Linked DNA regions of Mus musculus: regions 1, 2 and 3 are each linked to region 4. Evidence: chromatin contacts called from public HiChIP or PLAC-seq and promoter capture Hi-C data. All regions are on one chromosome and are shown on one strand. The core of a region is the stretch at or near the end of the contact, and the rest is flanking DNA. Distances in the headings are between cores, read along the strand shown.

Evidence for each region. Promoter capture Hi-C pulls out the DNA fragments that hold promoters and counts their contacts. HiChIP or PLAC-seq counts read pairs in DNA pulled down with a chosen protein or histone mark.
Region 1: a contact with region 4 is called in a promoter capture Hi-C map of liver, with 5 times the contacts expected there. The contact joins the promoter of Scmh1 here to the promoter of Mfsd2a in region 4. A contact is called at or near these places in 2 of 39 promoter capture datasets (liver and pre-B cells).
Region 2: a contact with region 4 is called in an H3K4me3 HiChIP or PLAC-seq map of pro-B cells, with 10 times the contacts expected there. The contact joins the promoter of Zfp69 here to the promoter of Mfsd2a in region 4. A contact is called at or near these places in 7 of 39 promoter capture datasets (cranial neural crest, hippocampal neurons, liver and 4 more), 3 of 115 datasets of contacts at active chromatin or transcription factors (astrocytes, pro-B cells and stem cell-derived neural progenitor cells) and 1 of 9 other capture datasets (pancreatic islet).
Region 3: a contact with region 4 is called in a promoter capture Hi-C map of embryonic stem cells, with 4 times the contacts expected there. The contact joins the promoter of Kcnq4 here to the promoter of Mfsd2a in region 4. A contact is called at or near these places in 9 of 39 promoter capture datasets (cranial neural crest, embryonic stem cells, hippocampal neurons and 4 more) and 1 of 115 datasets of contacts at active chromatin or transcription factors (embryonic stem cells).

What each region holds. Positions count from the first base shown.
Region 1 is chr4:120,403,058-120,407,671 of GRCm38.p6, reverse strand. It overlaps Scmh1 (sex comb on midleg homolog 1), which reads right to left and starts at 2,324. Exons shown (of 18, transcript NM_001379185.1): 1 at 2,216-2,324.
Region 2 is chr4:120,949,503-120,954,018 of GRCm38.p6, reverse strand. Zfp69 (zinc finger protein 69) reads left to right here and starts at 2,331. Exons shown (of 6, transcript NM_001384119.1): 1 at 2,331-2,575; 2 at 4,459-4,516.
Region 3 is chr4:120,744,412-120,748,732 of GRCm38.p6, reverse strand. Kcnq4 (potassium voltage-gated channel, subfamily Q, member 4) reads left to right here and starts at 1,334. Exons shown (of 14, transcript NM_001081142.3): 1 at 1,334-1,873. The coding sequence starts at 1,557.
Region 4 is chr4:122,959,324-122,963,560 of GRCm38.p6, reverse strand. It overlaps Mfsd2a (major facilitator superfamily domain containing 2A), which reads left to right and starts at 2,373. Exons shown (of 14, transcript NM_029662.2): 1 at 2,373-2,620; 2 at 4,160-4,237. The coding sequence starts at 2,528.

The DNA.
Region 1 (4,614 bases), core at 1,075-3,574, 2.6 Mb after region 4:
TCTACACCATACATAACTCAATGCCTGACACATGGTAGTATATAAGTATAAAGGTTACAATACAGCAAGTTTAAATTTCATTGTAATGTTCATATCAGAGTTTTCCCAGTTTTGAATCCTTACCCTGGAGGGTGCAGTTCTGTACAGAATGGCACCATATAATTCTTTAACAAGTTACACAAAAGTGAAACAGTATTTGCACAAACTAACATTCCAGAAATTAAAATCTGACATGTGTGGAGCTGGTGAGATAGCTCAATGTTTAAGATCATGTATCTCTCTTCCAGAGGAACCAAGCCTAGCTCTTAGCACCCAACTGTTATCTTACAACTCTCTATAACTCCAGTTGTAGAGAAATCTTATTCCTCTAGCCTCCATGGGCGCGCGCGCACACACACACACACACAATTAAAAAGCAACACCTTTAAAATTTTGACTTATGTGCTACAAACTTAAAAACCACTAACCAATTCAAAAAACAAAGACATAAGTACAAAGATAAACACAGTTCTGACTGCTGGTATGCGCTTGCCTTAGTTACAAAAACAGTGAAACTTTGCTCAGATCTTGAATGAGGTCCCAGCCACAGATCTTAGCATTTTATCTACAAAGCCATCACTTCCCTAATGGGCTTAAGAAATTACTTGTTTGCAGGGATGCTTAGGCAAAGGTCTAAAAAACTAATAAAAGATCCGTTTTAAGTACTTTAACCCTACGTACCACCAAGGCTAAGAATTAAACTTTAAAAAAAAAAAAAGGAAAAAAAAGGAATGCTTTTTTAATGAGCAACAGAAAGTGTTTTTTTCACAGCAAGTTGAGGCCTTCTGCTGGCAGGGAAAAAAAGCAGAGTTCATTGTCATAAGGCAGTTCTCTCTCCAAGCAAATATTAAATTGCAGTTTGGCACCAATCTAGGTCTCAGTCCTTTTTAGAGCAAAAATAATAAGCTCTTTTATCTGCATGATATATTACACTGTACAATCTTTTGATATACATTAGCTCACTTGATGAAGTGTTCAATTTTTCAAAGGAAGAGAAACCACAAAACAGGATGATCTCTTTTAGCTTGGGGGAACACATGCTACTACTATACAGCTTTTCCCTCTCCCCTCCCTACCCCCACCCGCTAAGTTCAACGCAGTACGAAAATGAGGAAGGGAGAGTACTTTTTATTTAAGGTCAGTCCTTTAGGGTCAAAGCTCTTCCCTTAGAAATGATTGAGCTTGGTCTCTCTGCTCACAAGAAGCTCTTCTGTGGGGGCAATATGGGCAAACCAGTGCTCATCAAAGGAGCGGATCAAAGACCAGAGTAAAGAAAAAGACTAAAGGAATTGGGAGTTAGCCAAAATAAGACTCAGGGGACACGATTACTATCTTCACTCTTAACAGCTGCCCAAGAGGAAACGAAGCAGAAAGACGAGAGACAGCCGTTCCTTTCTACCTATAACCAAATCCATCCAGGACCAGACTGGACGGCCTTACTTTAGAAAGGTTATTAGGACTAGGACGGAGAGCCGTCCTAAAAGGTTCGCCAAATTATTAGGGTATTATTTGGAATTTTTAAAGATAACTTCCTTCCCGAATAGGATAAGAGTAGGGGGAGCCTGGATGACTCTCAGATCTCTTCGCTTTGGGGTATGTTTTGGGGTTCACCTATCTACTAGGGAACTCCTTCCCCTGCTGTGCTCTAAGGTTGTCCGCCGTTCCCTGTCTCAGGTTCGAAACCTTCTGTAGCCGCCGGGTGTTTGCCCGGCTCCAGGCAGGTGACACAAGTGAGTCTCCCCCACCCCGCCCCCAGCCCCGGGACCCCTGAAGAAAGCTCCAAGCCCACTGTGTTCACGACCCCCGGTGCTCCGCTGCTGGGACCCAGGCGAATCTCTCTGGCGACGCGTCCCAGCAGCCCGAAAGAGCCCCCGCACTGGGCCCGAGCCAGGCTTCCCGGTTCCGCCCCAAGCCCTGCTCCCCGCTCGGAAGGGGCCCTGTGCGGGGACTCGCGCGCCGCGCCCCCGACCGACCCCGACGCGTCAGGCCGCCGCCGGACACTGGGCCCGAGCAGATGCGGCGCAGGCCGCCGGGGTTCTGGCCGGGTTGACACGGCCGCCGGAGGGCCGCGGACACAGACACCAGGGTCACCGGGCGGGGACTCGCTCCAGCCCGTGGCCGTAAGGCGGGCCTTGAGGGGCCCGGACCGGGCCGGGGGTGGCAGTGAGGCGCTTACCTGAGGGCGACAGCGGCGCGGGGCGCGGGCGGCTCACTCCCATCCAGCCGCCATGTTTCCGCTGCGCAGGGAGCGAGCGAGGACGCCGGCAGGGGCGGGCGACGGCTCTGGAGAGCGGCTCGGCTGAGGCGGCGGCGGGAGGCGGGGGGCTCCACCGAGGCGGCGGCGGCGGCGGCGGCGGCGGCCGAGGGGCGGGGGGCGGGGGCGAGAGCTGCCCAGCCCCGCCCGCCAGAGACTCCTGCCGCGAGGTGGCGCGCGCCGCGGCCGTTGGGTTCTCTCGCGCGCGCGCGCGGGGCGGCGGGAAGGGGCGACCCCTCGCGCCTTCCCCCCGCCTCGCGACCGCCAGCCCTAAAAAAAAAAAAAAAAAAAAAAAAAAAAAAAAAAAAGCCGCGACCCACTGGATTGCTCGCGTCTCCCAGACAAGTGAATGACGTCCTCTGAGGTCCCAGGTTCGAATCCCGTCGGCCCTCAGCCCCCACCCAGCTGGTGGCCGGCTGTGGAGTAATCTTAAAAGAGTTCCTTCGCACCTTTAGTCTTTCCAATGCGCAGGCGGGAGGAAAACTACTATGAGGAGAAAACCAGTGCGCCCCAAAAGGTGCAACAAGACTAACAAAAGCAGGCCTTCACTTTTGCCCCGTAGTAGGCTTTGAATGTTAGCGTGCTAGGTACTACAGTGGCTAGGGTCCTTCCAATGATGCTACCCCACCCCACACACAATTGTGTCTCAAGAACGTTATGTTTTAGCCCGCGGAAACTGAAGTTCATGGGGGTGGGGGGGAGAGCTACGTCTCCAAGATCACACAATTTTACTGGCTGTGCTCTTGCCTGGAGGTCAGGTGTTAAGGGAAATGCTGGTTGATTTTTATCAGCCTGAAACAAATCTACTCTTATCTCAGAAGGTGGAATCTCAGTTGCATAACAGTCTCCATCAGAATGGCCTATAGGCAAAGTCTGGGTGGGCATTTTCTTGTCTAATGATTGATGTGGGAGGTGCTACCCCTGGGCAGAGGTGGTCCTAGGTGGTATAAAGAGAGGCCAATAAAGGATGTTGCTCCATAGCCTAGCTTCATTTCCTGTCTCCCTGTTGCTGTTCTCACCTCCCTCAGAGATGAACAATGTTGTGGAAGTGTAAGCCAAATAAACCATTTCCTCTCCCAGGTTGCTTTTGGTAGGGGTCTTTATCACAGCTATGGAACTCACACCAGAACCAGAGAGTTCCGGGAAAGCAGCCCTTACTTAGCCCGAAGCTCATTCAATCTGGTTCCTAGAGGAAGCTGCAAAGAAAGGCTTCTCAGGATGAGGAGAGACTGAGAGCAAAGGTGTGGCAGGGATGGCTATCAAGAGTCTGAGAGGCTCTGGGAATCTGGTGGTGATGCTGTTAATGTTAGAGAATGAAGGGAAGCCAAAGCACGGCAGATCCTTGCACATCTACACTAGAACTTCAATTTTTTTTCCTCTCTCTCTTCTATTGGATATTTTCCTTATTACATTTCAAACGTTATCCCCTTTCCAGGTCTCCCCTCCAAAAACCCCCTATCCTATCCCTGCTCCCCCAGCCTCTATGAGGGTGCTCCCCCACCCACCCACACACTCAATGCCTTCCCTCCTTGACATTCCACGACACTGAGGGATCAAACCCCTAAGGCCCAAGGGCCGCTCCTCCCACTGATGTCCAACGAGGCTATCCTCTGCCACATATATGGCCGGAGCCATGGGTCCCTCCCTGTATACTCTTTGGTTGGTGATCCAGTCCCCGGGAGCTGGGGGGGGAGGGGTCTGGCCAGTTGACACTGTTGCTCCCCCCATAGGGCTACAAACCCCCTCAGTTCCTTCAGTCCCTTCTCCAATTCCTTCATTGGGGACCCCATGCTCAGTCCAATAGTTGGCTGCAAGCATCTGCCTCTGTATCTGTCAGGCTTTGGCAGAGCGTCTCAGGAGACAGCCATATCAGGCTCCAGTCAGCAAGCACTTTCTAGCATCTGCAATAGCGTCTGGGTTTGGCAACTGTATACGGGATAGATTCCCAAGTGGGGCAGTCTCTGGATGGACCTTCCTTCTCCCTGTACAAAGTTCAAGTCCAAGTGGATCAAGGACCTCTACAGAAAACCAGATACCCTGGATCTAATAGAAGAGAAAGTGGGGAAGAACCTCGAACACATGGGCACAGGGGAAACATTCCTGAACACCAATATTTATGCTCTAAGATCAAGAATTGAAAATGGGACCTCATAAGATTGCAAGGCTTGCCAGGCGATGGTGGCATGCCTTAAACTCAGCACTTGGGAAGCAGAGGCAGGTAGATCTCTGTGTTCGAGGCCAGCCTGGTCTACAGAGTGAGTTCCAGGACAGCCAGGGCTACACAGAGAAACCCTGTCTCAAAAAACAAAAAAACAAAACAA
Region 2 (4,516 bases), core at 1,082-3,581, 2.0 Mb after region 4:
TGGCCATTGCATATTACTACACACGCTCCATCTCAGGGACTTTGCTGTCTGCTAAGACAGTCTTTTTATAGATAGCATGTCTTGACTTATTGCAGCTCTCTTCCAATAGCATCACAGCAGTGGGCACTTTCTCAGCTGTGATGAGGCAGCCCCAGTGCATAGAGCTATTTGCATACAGCTGCCCTTGGTTCTCTTTTATTCCTTTCCCTCCTTACTGACTTGAAGTTGAATGTTTCTGTTCTTTCAGGGGTTACCCTGAGTCACAACATGCACTGAAAACCTTTATTAGGTTACTTACATATTTACACTCTCTCTCTCTCTCTCTCTCTCTCTCTCTCTCTCACACACACACACACACACACACACACACATATCAATGAGTCTGCCTTCAAAAATTACTTTAGAGATTCCAGGTGTCTGCCAAAATACTCCAAGTCAGGTTCTCCTCTCTCTCTCTCTCTCTCTCTCTCTCTCTCTCTCTCTCTCTCTCTCTTTCTTCCCTTTTTTCTTTCTTTCTTTCTTTCCTGCCTCTGCCTTCTGAGTGCTAGGATCAAAGGAGTGTGCCACCACCAACCAGCCACATTTTATTTCTTTAAGGAAACAGTCATTTTTGCAGGTTGGTGCCACCATGAACTGGGGAGTTGAATATGAAGAGCCTTAGGCAGACTGAGTAGGCACCCTAACACCACATGGGACTATGCCCACAGCTTGCTTATCTTTAAGTCTGCACTCGACATTGTAACTGAAGGGAAGCCGGGTGCTTACAGTTATAATGCTGTCTGCTAAAGATGATGCCCCCCGCCCCCGTAACATGTAGAGTCAAAAACAAAACAAACAAACCTCCTTCCACATTAACAATCAGAGTGGGACTGTGGGGAACCAATGACTTGTGATGTATTATACAGGCATTTGAAGCCTACTCTGAATGACACCTGGTGTCTGTTCCAATCAAGAGTTAGCTAATTAGTTACTTAGTGCAGTAAGACTAACTGCTTAGCAAGACAGAAGTCAGCGGGTCCCTTAGATGGGGACACTGACAAACAGCTCATGAGATAAACTCAGAGCTTTAGTTCTGCCAACTCCAAAGATCTTCCACTCCTCTCAGGGGTGCAATCCCTTTTCCAGGAGCACCAGATGCAACTGTACAGTAGTGTTTAATAAACTCTCTACTGCCAATTTGTCTTTTTTTTTTTTGCAAATTAATTTACAGCCCAAGTGCCACTGTCTTCAACTCAATAGATAGAGATGACTTTGAACGAAGATCACAGCCAACGACACGAAATTTTTTTGCAGTTCATGAATTTTTCCCATGTTGTTTCACTTATCTTCCCCCATCCCAAACACACACAGACACACACACACACACACACACACACACACACACACACACACACACACACATTAAAGAGAACACCCAGCCCTTCGAGGTTCTACTCATGTGGAGAGGGTTTCCTATATCAGTCCCAAGTCCGCTCATTTTTCCCCCTCCCAGTCTCTATGTGCAGTATGAAAGGTCTGTTTTCCAGATAGCTGGGCAAAAGCCGCTTTCAACTTGGATTAACTTTCTGGATGCTGGTTTTCCAATTTTTGCTCTGGTAAGTGTTTACTCTGTCGTCATCTCTTCTGTATCTTCCAGTGGGCTCAGTTTTATTTTCTCAATGCCATATGTTTACTGAACTTTTAAAGAGATAAGTTAAATTGAGGAACTGAGGAAGGCTAACTCAGACACCAGACACTTCCCCTAGCTACAGGCACTCAGGAAACACGCCGTGAGAATATGGGAAGAAAGGGGTTCTACCTTCCAGGACCATGGGAAAATAAATTCCTATTGTTTAAGTCACCGGTGTGAAGTGTTTTTCTTTGGGGGTGGGAGGCAGCCTTAAGCAAACTAATACATGTCTTTAGGGACATTAAAAATACATATCCCGGAATTTTTTTTTTAAGTTTATTGTTTTCTAGGCCCCTGTTGCCTTTTGGATTGTCTATTTTTCTACTTATCGAATTCACCAGAATTAGGAGATTAGGAGAGAGCAGGAACTGCGTGCGATTTAAGGCTGCATCCTGAAGCCTTAAGAATGAAAGAATGACAGAGAAGCGGCTTCTCCAGGAAGACTCGCCGGGCCACGGGGTACAGGAGACCCTCAGCAGGGGCTGCCGGCTTCGCTGGACACCGCCCCTGGGTCTGCCCGGGCGGCTTCCGGCTTCCGGGATCTGGGTCGCGCAGCACCCGGGTGGGCGGAGCCACGGGCAGGGCGCTGACGCGAGCAGCGTGGGGTGGGCGGGTCCCGGGTGGAGGCGCGGGGACACGAACCGGGCTAGAGGGGCGGGGTGAAACGGCGGAGCTCGGGCATCTGAGCCGCAGCCGGCGCCGCAGGTCCTGGGCTGGGACAGAAGGCCGGGCAGGACGCCTGTGCGCGCGGAGCTCCGCTCCCGGGTGCGGCGGGTGAGAAGCGGGAGAGGCCGGTGTCCAGCCCGGAGGCCGACGGTGTCCTGTGTCCCTCGGAAGCCACGCTGCGCACTGGGCGCCGCGGTGTGAGCGTGGAAGGCTGGCGGGAACGGATCCGGAGATCCTCCGGTGAGTAGGCGACTCTGCTGCGGAGCTGCGAGCTCGACCGGGTGGCTGCCTGCGAAGTTCTGCCGATGGGTCGTTCAGCAAGCTTCTGGGATTGCCAGCTCCTTCGGAAGGAACAGCACAAAGTTTGCACTTAGTGACGAGACTTTTTACATAGTCGGGGCTATTTGCACCAACTCCGGTCTTTTTGGACAGGCAGTCTTTCACCTTTCCTCCTCTTCCCCCAGACTTCAAAGAGCAGTCCCCTCCCCGAGAGAGAGCTGCGTTTGGGTATCAGGTCCACTGAATCTGGTCCCAGTGTCCACAACTATTCATATGCTGAATGGGCGATTCAGATGATGGATTCGGGTTGTTTCCAAATTGCTGTTATGGTCAGTTCTGTAGTGGTTCTACTTGCACTTGACATACTATATTTCCTCCTCTCCAGCTCTGTGGGAGCACATAACCCTGCAGTTTTAATTGCATCTGAACCGGGGATTCGTTTCACCAGCTGTGCTGGGCATTTGGAGTGTGTGATGACGACTGTTGCTGCTGGCTTATGACAAAGCGCAGCCCTGTGAATTACTGTTTTATCAACTGAGATATTCAAGCTGAGCTTTCTAATTGTTTTCTAAAATAACTCTAAAACATGATGGCCACTGGGGCCCCGTAAAGGCTTTGGCAGACAGGTCTGATGCCCTGGTAAAAGGAGAGAACCAACTCTCAAAAGTTGGCATGTGACCTCCACCCCCATAAATAAACGCATGTGATTTTTTTTATTTTTAATTTTTTTTAAAGATTTATTTCTTTATTATAAGTACACTGCAGCTGTCTTCAGAAACCCCAGAAGACGGTGTCAGATCTCATTAGGGATGGTTGTGAGCCACCATGTGGTTGCTGGGATTTGAACTCAGGACCTTTGGAAGAGCAGTCAGTGCTCTTAACTGCTGAGCCATCTCTTCAGCCCGTGATTTTTTTTTTAAACTTTAAGATAATGTTTATTGTACAGCTTTAAAATAAAAAGGTCTTAATTGTTAACTTAGTAGACCTAACATTGTCTCAACACTGCATCCCTGTGCAGTAGTTAACATCCACATTTTATAGATGAGGAAACTGAAGGTCAGACTTGAAGTGCCTCAGGTCTCAGCTTTACATACAGGTCAGACATCAAAGAGCCTTCCTTGGCGCCAGCTCCAAATATGTAAGCAGGCAGAAGGGGCATGCAGCTTACAAGGTGGTCAGGTCAGGGCATGTGGACATTTGTACTTTTTTTTTTCCTTTGGTACTGGCGTCTTTGTATCTATGTGTTTAAAGTTGAGGGTTACTTCTGTATCCAGGACACTATTATTTCAGTATTGGTGCCGAATCTTCTAGGCCTTTTTGCAGCTATAAAGACAGTTCTGGACTTCTGGCTGTATGATGGGTTCTCTGGGTCTCTCCTTTCATGCCTTTTGCTCTCTAGGCACACAAAGCAGGTTAGTCCGATGGCTTAGTGGGGAAAGGCACCTGCTGCCAAGTCGTACAGCCTGAGCTCAATCCCTCTGACCCACTTGTTGGAAGAAGAGAATGGACTCCCATAAGTTATCTTGTACCCTCCAGCTGAGCACCATGGCACACAGACAGACAGACAGACAAATAAAGTTTAAAAGAAAGTACAGCCAAACATAGTGGTGCTCACCTTTAATCACAGCACTCAGGGGGTAGAGGCAGATAGATATCTAAGTTCAAGACCATCCTGGTCTACAGAGTGAATTCCAGAACATCCAGAGCTATACTGAGAAATCCTGTCGCAAGAAAGAAAAGGAAGGGGAGTCCAAAGGCCTCAAAGCAGCTTACAGGACTGCCTCCCAAAGATGAAGCGTCTATACCCAGAGTTCTTCATCTCACAATGGTCTCTGATATTGCAGGGGCTCAACAACTCTTCCAGGGTAAAAGATTATGGCCTGAGGACGATACAACCAGGAA
Region 3 (4,321 bases), core at 85-2,584, 2.2 Mb after region 4:
CAGCTAGCTGTGTCCCCCGAGATCCTCCCCGAGGAGTGAAGAAGAGTTTGCTGCGGAAGCGCTTCACCCTGGGGCAGGGCCTGCGGAGGGAGCGGGAGCGTCTGGTTTGGCCATCGCTTTAGGCTGGGGAAGAAGGAAGGAGGGCCAGCAAACCCGAATCATCACCTAGTACACGGTCAGGAGGGCGAGGGAAAAGGGGCCAGACAGCTCACAGCGGAGACGGAGGTCAGGCACCGAGAACTTTTTGCTGGAGAGGGGTGCTCCTAGAGAAAGTCCTGGTGGGGTGCTATAGGCCTTTGGGAGTGCTCTGTCCGTTCCCCTAATACTGGCCCCTAGTACGTTTATTTCTATACTTCTATCTGCCCTAAACAAGCTTTTCTGGGCTAGAGTGGGAGAAGGGGGTGGCGGGTGTGAATCCCACGGAGCGGAGATGGAGTGGGGAGATGAGGGCAGGTACGTAATCAGGGAGGGAGCGTCCCCTCTGCTCAGGGTGATCAACTGGGGTCTCCTCCTTCATCAACAAGACGGGAGGAGAGACGCATCTGGGCACAACTGTGAGCTACACCACCCCACACATCTCTCGATAGCTGTAGGGCACCGGGCCCTTCAAGTAACAACAGCAGGAGGAACGGAAGCTGCTGTCCCAACTTCACTCGGCCCTCAGCGCATTTTAAACACCCTGCACTAGAAACCGAGGGCACGACCCGACGGGCACACCTCCTCGCTTACATTACCCATCGCGCTGTACTGCCCGGTTCTGCACACTCTTCTGTACTCTCATCCATCTATCTATCCACCCACCCACCCACCCACCCATCCATCCATCCATCCACCCACTCACTCTGAACCCACGCAGACCCACGGCTGGCTAGCCAACTCTCACAAGTAGGCACTTCTCTGGACACAAACACCTCCACTCTACAATGTAAGTGTCCCTCGAGCTACCGCGGCCACAACTCCACACTCCACGCTCCACTTTCCACAACCACTCACCAGGCGTCCCAACCTCCCTCCCCAGAGCGGGCCACCAGGGCCACACCACTCGTACACGCCCGGCCTCGGGGCCCGGCGCGCTGCCCGCGCCACGCGCTCGGGGCCGGGACACACCGACTGGGCGGACCGCGCGCCCTGCTCCGCCGCGTCCGACCCGGGTCCCCCTCCCGGTGCTCTTCTCTCTCGCTCCCTCCCCGATTTGGGAAGGCGGCCGCGGGGCGGGCGGGGGAGGGGCGGGGCGGGGCGGGGGAGGGTGACATGTGAGCGGCGCGCCGGCGGCAGGTGGAAAGGCGAGCGGCATGGAGCGCGTAATAAGAGAGTTGGAGTCGGAAAGAGCCGCCCCAGTCGCCGGGGAAGCGGGCGGTCAGTACGGGCTCCCGCGGCCCCGAGGCTCCGAGCGACCGCCTCCGGACCCCGCACGGACCCGGCCTGGTCCCTAGCCCCCGCCGCCTGCGTGCGCGCCCAGGGTCGCCTCGCCGGCCCGGGGTTCGAGCCATGCGACTCTGAGCCGCCCGAGCGCGCCCCCGCCCCGCAACGCCCCGGTCCCCCGTCCGGCGCCGCCCATGGCCGAGGCCCCCCCGCGCCGCCTCGGCCTGGGCCCCCCGCCCGGGGACGCCCCCCGCGCGGAGTTGGTGGCGCTCACGGCCGTGCAGAGTGAACAGGGCGAGGCGGGCGGGGGCGGCTCTCCGCGTCGCCTCGGCCTTCTGGGCAGCCCCCTGCCGCCGGGCGCGCCCCTCCCTGGGCCGGGCTCCGGCTCGGGCTCCGCCTGCGGCGGCCAGCGCTCCTCCGCCGCGCAGAAGCGCTACCGCCGCCTGCAGAACTGGGTCTACAACGTGCTGGAGCGGCCCCGCGGGTGGGCCTTCGTCTACCACGTCTTCATGTAAGTTGGAGCCCCCGCACCCCTTGACGTGCCCCGGCTCTGACCCCGCATGAGCCAGACTCCTTGGGGACCGCCACCCCGCGCTGGCTCCACCTCTCTATCCTATTGCCCCGGGGCAGACCCTCACTCAGTTCCCCTCTTGGGCCTGTGCCCCCTTTTCGGTCTCCCAGCCTGACCTAACCCCTGATCTCCCAGCCTTGACCCCTGTTGCCCTGGCGTCTAACCTCTTCTGCCTGCTCTCCTTACTTTCATCCTGATCGCAGAGCCCCACTGCTCTGATCCGTCATTCAGCTTCTTGCTCTTCTCTGCTTTACCAAGTCCGAAGCCGCTAAAGTGGGACTCTCCTTATCTTTTGTTCACCTCACCCTCCCTGTGTCCCAGACACAGAAGACCCTAGCCCCTACATTATTTTTCTCCCCTCAGGCTCTGTAGTTATGTTGTGCTCCCACCTGGTCCCCTTGGAGATTTCTCTCTTCAGAGACAGGCTGTACCCAGATCAGGGCTGTCTAGGGTCCCTATGGCTCTGACAGGCCTGTGTGCTGTTTCCAACTTTATCCGTGTCTTCTTTAGTCTTGCTCCGCACCCTCAACTTCGAAGTACCCAAGGCAGCAGGCTGCCCTGCCTGCCCTGCCCTGTCCTGCCTTGCCCTGAAGGCTGGGCCCAGCTCTCCTGCCTTGCTGGCCAGCTGTACTAGGCCTGGCTCTGAGCATGGGGAAAAAGAAAGAAGAGAGGGGTATGTTTGGAAACAATGCCGCTGTGGGGCCCCTCCTCCTCTCAGCAGGCTCCTACAACTTTCAAAACACTGACCCCTCTTGGATGTAGAGAGTGAATTTTGGCAGCTCGGAAGGCAGTCTTGGGGGAAGGCCTGGTCGGACCAGGAACATGAGAGGCCCAGGCCATATCGGTTAAAGGGCTGGGCCTGGTGCTGAGATGCTGAGAAGTGCCTGGGAGAGACAATGAGCTGCTCTTACCACTGCCTGCTCCAGGGTCTCCAGGGCAGCCCGCTTTGTCCACCTGATAGTCACTTGACAATCTGTCCCTATGCAAGACTTGAGTTTCCCTTTGTGTGTGAGTTAGCTTGTCTGTTAATCTCTCTACCTGTCTGTCCCACAGCCTTTCTGTTGGTCTGTCTGTCTTCGTGCTTTGTGGGCCTATCCTCTTACTTATTTTGATGTCTGTGTGTCCATCTGTCTATCTCTCTGTTCACCTGCTTGGCCACCCTTCTATCTGGCTTTCCCCACCCGTGTCTTTCTGCTTGTCCTCCTTGTATGCCCTCTTACCTCTGCCCCATGAGTCCGGGGGGTGGGGGGTTGGGTACAGAATCTCAGGGGAAGAGGAAGATGGTACCAGGAAGAACAAAGAAAGGGAACTTTCTACAGACCCACTTAGAATACTTAGAGTGGCAGCTGTGGCTTTGTGCAGAGACCCCAGGCTGAGACTCTGCTGGGTGTAAGGCCAGGCTTTGGATCCCAGTGAATAATCAGGGGCAGCCCACATCTCAGTGCACCCAAAAGACCTGGACGGACGTCTGTTGGATGTAGCTGTCAGTGGAGTGATATAGTTCAATGCTGGTGGACTAGGGGCTCCAGTGTCCACTGAACATTAATACGCCAGAGCCCCTTATGTGCCTAGGGAGGCTAAGACACAGGGCACAGCTATGCTTTCCACAGGCTCTTCCCTGGAGGTGACTTTTCCAAGTCATGGCAGGGCCTAGAGAAGTCAGTTGGCTCCTAACTTAGTTCCTTGGCCCCAGGCTGGGGCCGTCAAGTAGAGATGAAAACAGCCTAACCCTGACCAACCACTACTGTAGCTTCTTTAGAGGGGCCTCCCTTCTTACCAGGAGCTAAATCGGATGACACCTTTGCCCCACATCCGCCTCTCTCCAGATGCCAGGAATGCCCTGGCTAGGGGCAGCCCTGTCCAGAACACTTGTCTCCAGGAGCTCAGGATGGAAGCGTTAATTGGAGCCCTAGGGGAAGACACATGGTGTGACAGTGTCTGGATGTTTAGGGATCTCAGGGAACTGGCTGTAGATCTTGGAGGTCAAGGAGACTGAGAAGGCCCTTCCTGTTGAGTGCTGTGGGGCACTGTGTTAGTTGAGAGCCTTTCTGAGCATTAGATCTGTAGGTCATTGGAGTGGGTAGAAATCCTGTATTTTGGGACTTCTTCATGAATGGGCTAATGGGTGGGAAAGAGATAACTGAACAGTTGTGTGGGTGAGAGGACTAGGAATGGGTGCTAGCACTGGGGGTGGGGAGGGAGCCTACACAGAAGTGTCTCTTGTTTTCTGTGACTTCCAGATATGGACTTTTCCAGCCTCTCGAAGTAGGGTCTTGCATGCTCTTGCCAAGAAGTGCTTAGGGTAGCATTTCTAGCGTAGCCCCACCCCCACTCCCTTTGAGTGGGGTGGGGTTCCCATGCTTGGGGCATCAGTTAAGAGCCTCAGTT
Region 4 (4,237 bases), core at 1,124-3,623:
ATAAAATCAAACCCTTGTCTCTCTTCTTTTAGTTTTGGGTTTAAACATCTGTAGAACGGGGTAACAAAAACACCCTCTGTCATCAGTGTTGGAATAAGTAAATTAGATGGTATACACAAAGCAAAAGCACTGAGCACCATGCTTGCTCAGGAAACAGTGAGAATTTGGTGACTGGGGACTGTTGGGTTTATGATGCTCTGATTTGCTCATGATGATTTACTGTCTCTCGGGTTGCGTTACAGAGCTCTGTCCTGACCAGTAGGGCTAGAAGTTAGAACAAGCTGGGCCTGAATTCAGAGTGGAAGAAAATCGTGGGCAATAGAGCTAGGATTCAAAACAATGTCCACAGGCGGAAGTAAGCCAGATGTCATTATTCTGCTGAGCGCTTGGGGACACTACACAGAATAGAGGATGGTGAAGAAACCTGACTTGACCCCAAGCTCTGGTGCTAAGAATCTGAATAATTTAGCTAACCACAACCTGATGGGAACTAATCACGGGAGAGAAAGGCTCTGAAACCCAGCAGTCTTAGGCTGCATTAACAATGTGTCGTGTCCAGACTGGGGGAAATAATAGGTCTATTGTACTGGCTTGGTCAGGCCATATCTGGAATCTTGCGTTGCTACACTGACAGACTGGAATCGGGCCAGGAGGGGAACTAGCCCAGCCTCAGCTCCTGAGTCCTTGTGCGCGAAATGTTTCCTGTACAACTTCTTGTCTTATCCCCCAGACAACGCTATTAGGTAGGTCCCTATTTTGTACACAAGGAGGTTAATAAAGTTGTTCAGGAACAACTAGATAGCCCGTCCATGGAGGTGCCTGGGGTTTTTCTGAATGGGCTGGCTCCTCTGGTGCTTCAGCTCACACTCACTGTGATTTAGTGGGATATGGGAGTGAAAGAGATAGAGTTCTTATTTTCAAGGAGGGCATAATCTGGCTCGGTTATTCAGATCACTTCTGGAATGCTGCCATTCAAAGGAGTGAAGAATTTAGGGCTGGAAGAGACTGTACAGGACTCCATAGCTTCCCTCCTATAGTATGGAAGAGAGAGAGGGCAGTGTGACAGTGGGGACAACAGGCCTTCTTACAGTCTTCACTATTTCCCTTGGCTTGTTTCTGGACAGTGATGTGCCAGGGCACACAAGGGTGCTGTGGCCATTGTGGAGGAGTCAGATCTCAATAGCTCTTCCCTGCAATCTGAACTAAGAGGAGGGGAAAAAAAAAAAGCTTGACACTGAGAAACACAGGTCCTGTGTGAGCGGTCTCTGAGAGTCTAAGCAGTAACTTCACTGAAGAGGGAGAGCTGGACTTGACCCAGGCTCCTGGGGATCTGTGAAGGCTGGAGTGCCATTAGCAGAGGTGGAAGGAAAGGCAGCAAAGACCGTTCTCTGCTGGCACCTATGCCTGGCCTCTGTTTAGATGATGACGGTCCTCCCTTCTTTCAAGGACCACATTCCTCTGCATGCTCTTTCTCAAAGCTTTTCTTTTCTCTTCTCTCTTTTCTTTTCTTTTCTTTTCTTTTCTTTTCTTTTCTTTTCTTTTCTTTTCTTTTCTTTTCTTTTCTTTTCGACACAGAGGGCTGCTGGCGTCTTGTATCTCCCAGGGCTTCCTGTCTGGGAGCACAGACATAGCTCAGCCTTCTGTAATTTATGCTGAGGGGCAGAGCAGGAGAGTTATGAGTAAAGACTTTGGAACTGGACAAAACCTTTCTGGCCTGTCTGTGTCGCAACAGCTGTTCTTCTTGTGTCCCCCTTTCCTGGGTTGTAAAATGGGGATAATAATAGTACCACCCTCAGATGGCGTTCATAAGCACCCAGTGAGGTCATGTTAAGCCTGTTAGAAAGCTACCCATAAACGGCTGCTGTGGCCATGGCTCCTTCTTAGAACTTGCGAGTTCCCCTGCCTGGAAGCGGTAGCCACTGGACTTGGTAATTTTTCTGTCCCATTGAAAAAGGCCCCTACTTTTCAAAGGGAGGAAGAGGAAATTGTCGATCTTGAGACACGAGGGACATTGATAATGAAAGTTACAGCCCATGGCCTCAGGTTTGGGGGAGGGGAGAAGCCACCTGACTCCGGATTTTAAAAGGAGCTGATGGGGATTCAGAAGTCAAGGGCCACAGGCTCTACTCAGGGAAAACTCACTCTGGGGGACCTCGGACAGGTCACTTTCAGCCTGGGACTTCAGTTTCCTCGGGCGAGTCAGGTGGGTTTCTCAGCTTTGCTTAGGTAGTTAGGAGCACGCGGTGTGGGTTGCCGGCTTTGAGAACGTGGCTGAGCAGCGAGGCTCCGCCAGCCGAGATGGGCAGGCGCGTGCAGGGATTGGCTGGAGGCGCAGGCCCGAACCTTTAAGAGGCGCGGAGGGGACGTGCTAGGGAGTTTTCATCGCCGGCGTTCCTGGTTTGCTAAGTGCTAGCGAACGTAGTAGTGGCTGGGGCTGCGCCTAGGATCGGAGCCACAGGCGAGTGCCGGCCGGCAGAACACAAGAGCATCCCGGCGTCCCGGTCCCACGCGGCGTGGCCCGCGGGTCATGGCCAAAGGAGAAGGCGCCGAGAGCGGTTCCGCGGCGGGGCTGCTCCCCACCAGCATCCTCCAAGCCAGTGAACGGCCGGTCCAGGTGAAGGTGAGGTCCCGAGAGGAGGGCAAGGGGTGGTGGGCCGGCCGGGATGTGGGTATAGGGGCGTCGGAGACTAGGTCTGGCCTTGGGACACTTGGCGGTAACAGGGTACAGCGAAGCTTGAAAAAAGCAAGGAGTGCTCTGGGACCGGGAGTGATGGAGAAAGTCTGAAGCCCCTTTGCACACCCCTACAATGGGTTTGCGCCAAGAGAGGCGCCGGCAACTCTACGCGGCGTGGGGCTCTCCCCAGCGCTCTAGGTTCTACTGTGCTGAGCCACACTAGTTTCTCTCCCTAGACCTGAAGAGACCCCAGAAGTCTGAGAGTCCCTTTGGTTCTCCATCTCTCACCACCCCCCACTCTCGTGCTTTAACTCTGAGGAGGGCCACTCAAGTTCATTCATAAGAACAAGGGCTTTGCTCTTAAAGGAGCCGCATACCGAAAGCGTTTGTGTGACTGAGGGTTCACATGCACAGAGCTCCGCGTGTCTCGACATCCTCTCTCTCCGATCCGTTCTAACTCTTTGGATCTATTTAACCACACCATGAAACCATGCGGCCCCAGGAAAGGAATCTCTCACAATATAGCTAATTGGGAGGTGCTTAACTTTTCCTTTTAATTTTATTAACTGTTCTTGGAAGAAACGAGTAAGCAATTATGCTGTTACCATGTATGAGTAATCTCTACTTTCCCTGGGCAACCTCAGCCTCCCCTAGTGCTCCACCCGGAGAGGGCTGAGCCCTGCACCTGGAGCCCTTTTTACCCCTCTCCAAGGTCCCCTAGGAGCTGGAAAGGGTGCGTGTTAGGCAGATGGATGGTAGGACTGCTCAAGGGTTTGCCTGGAGCTGAAGACTCCCTACAGGGGCCCGGGAACTTTGGGACAGATTGAAAGAACAGCTGAGGATGCAGCGGGCTGGGCGCCCCCCCCCCTTCTGGTGCACTCATCCAGGACGCAGGTGGATCCTAGCTGCTGCGGGGCGTCAGGGAGGGAGCCTGGGCTGGGCTCAGGGAACTTTTGGCAGCAAGAGGATTTTCAGGTTGTGGCAGCTAGTGCCAGGTAGGGACAGGCCCATTGCTACCGCATGCTCTTTCTGGGTAACTTGGAAAGGAGCTGAGGGCCTGGGAGAAGATTTTATTTATTTATTTATTTATTTATTCATTTATTTTCTTACTTATTTGAGACAGGTTTCTCTTTGTATCCCTGGCTGACCTGGAATTAGCTCTGTAGACCAGGTTGGCCTCAGACTTTACAGATCTGCTGGGCTCTGCCTCCCAAGTGTTGGTGCCACTACACCTGATCTGGGAGATCTTTAAAGATGGAAGGTGATAGATTTCCTCAGAGTCTGGGGGTGGAGGGATAAGTCTGGGTTTAAGGGCAACTTCCTGTGGGGTTGGGGAAGTGAGATTTCCCTAGGTGGGAACTGGGCAAGGTAGAACTGTTCCTCTTGGCCGAGTTGGCTGGAGAAATAAATGTCTGTGCCTCTGGCACGTTCTAGGTTGGTGGCCAGAATCCTGGGCTTATTTTCATTCTTTCCTTCTCTTCCCAGAAGGAACCAAAAAAGAAGCAGCAACTGTCCATTTGCAACAAGCTTTGCTATGCAGTTGGAGGGGCCCCGTACCAGTTG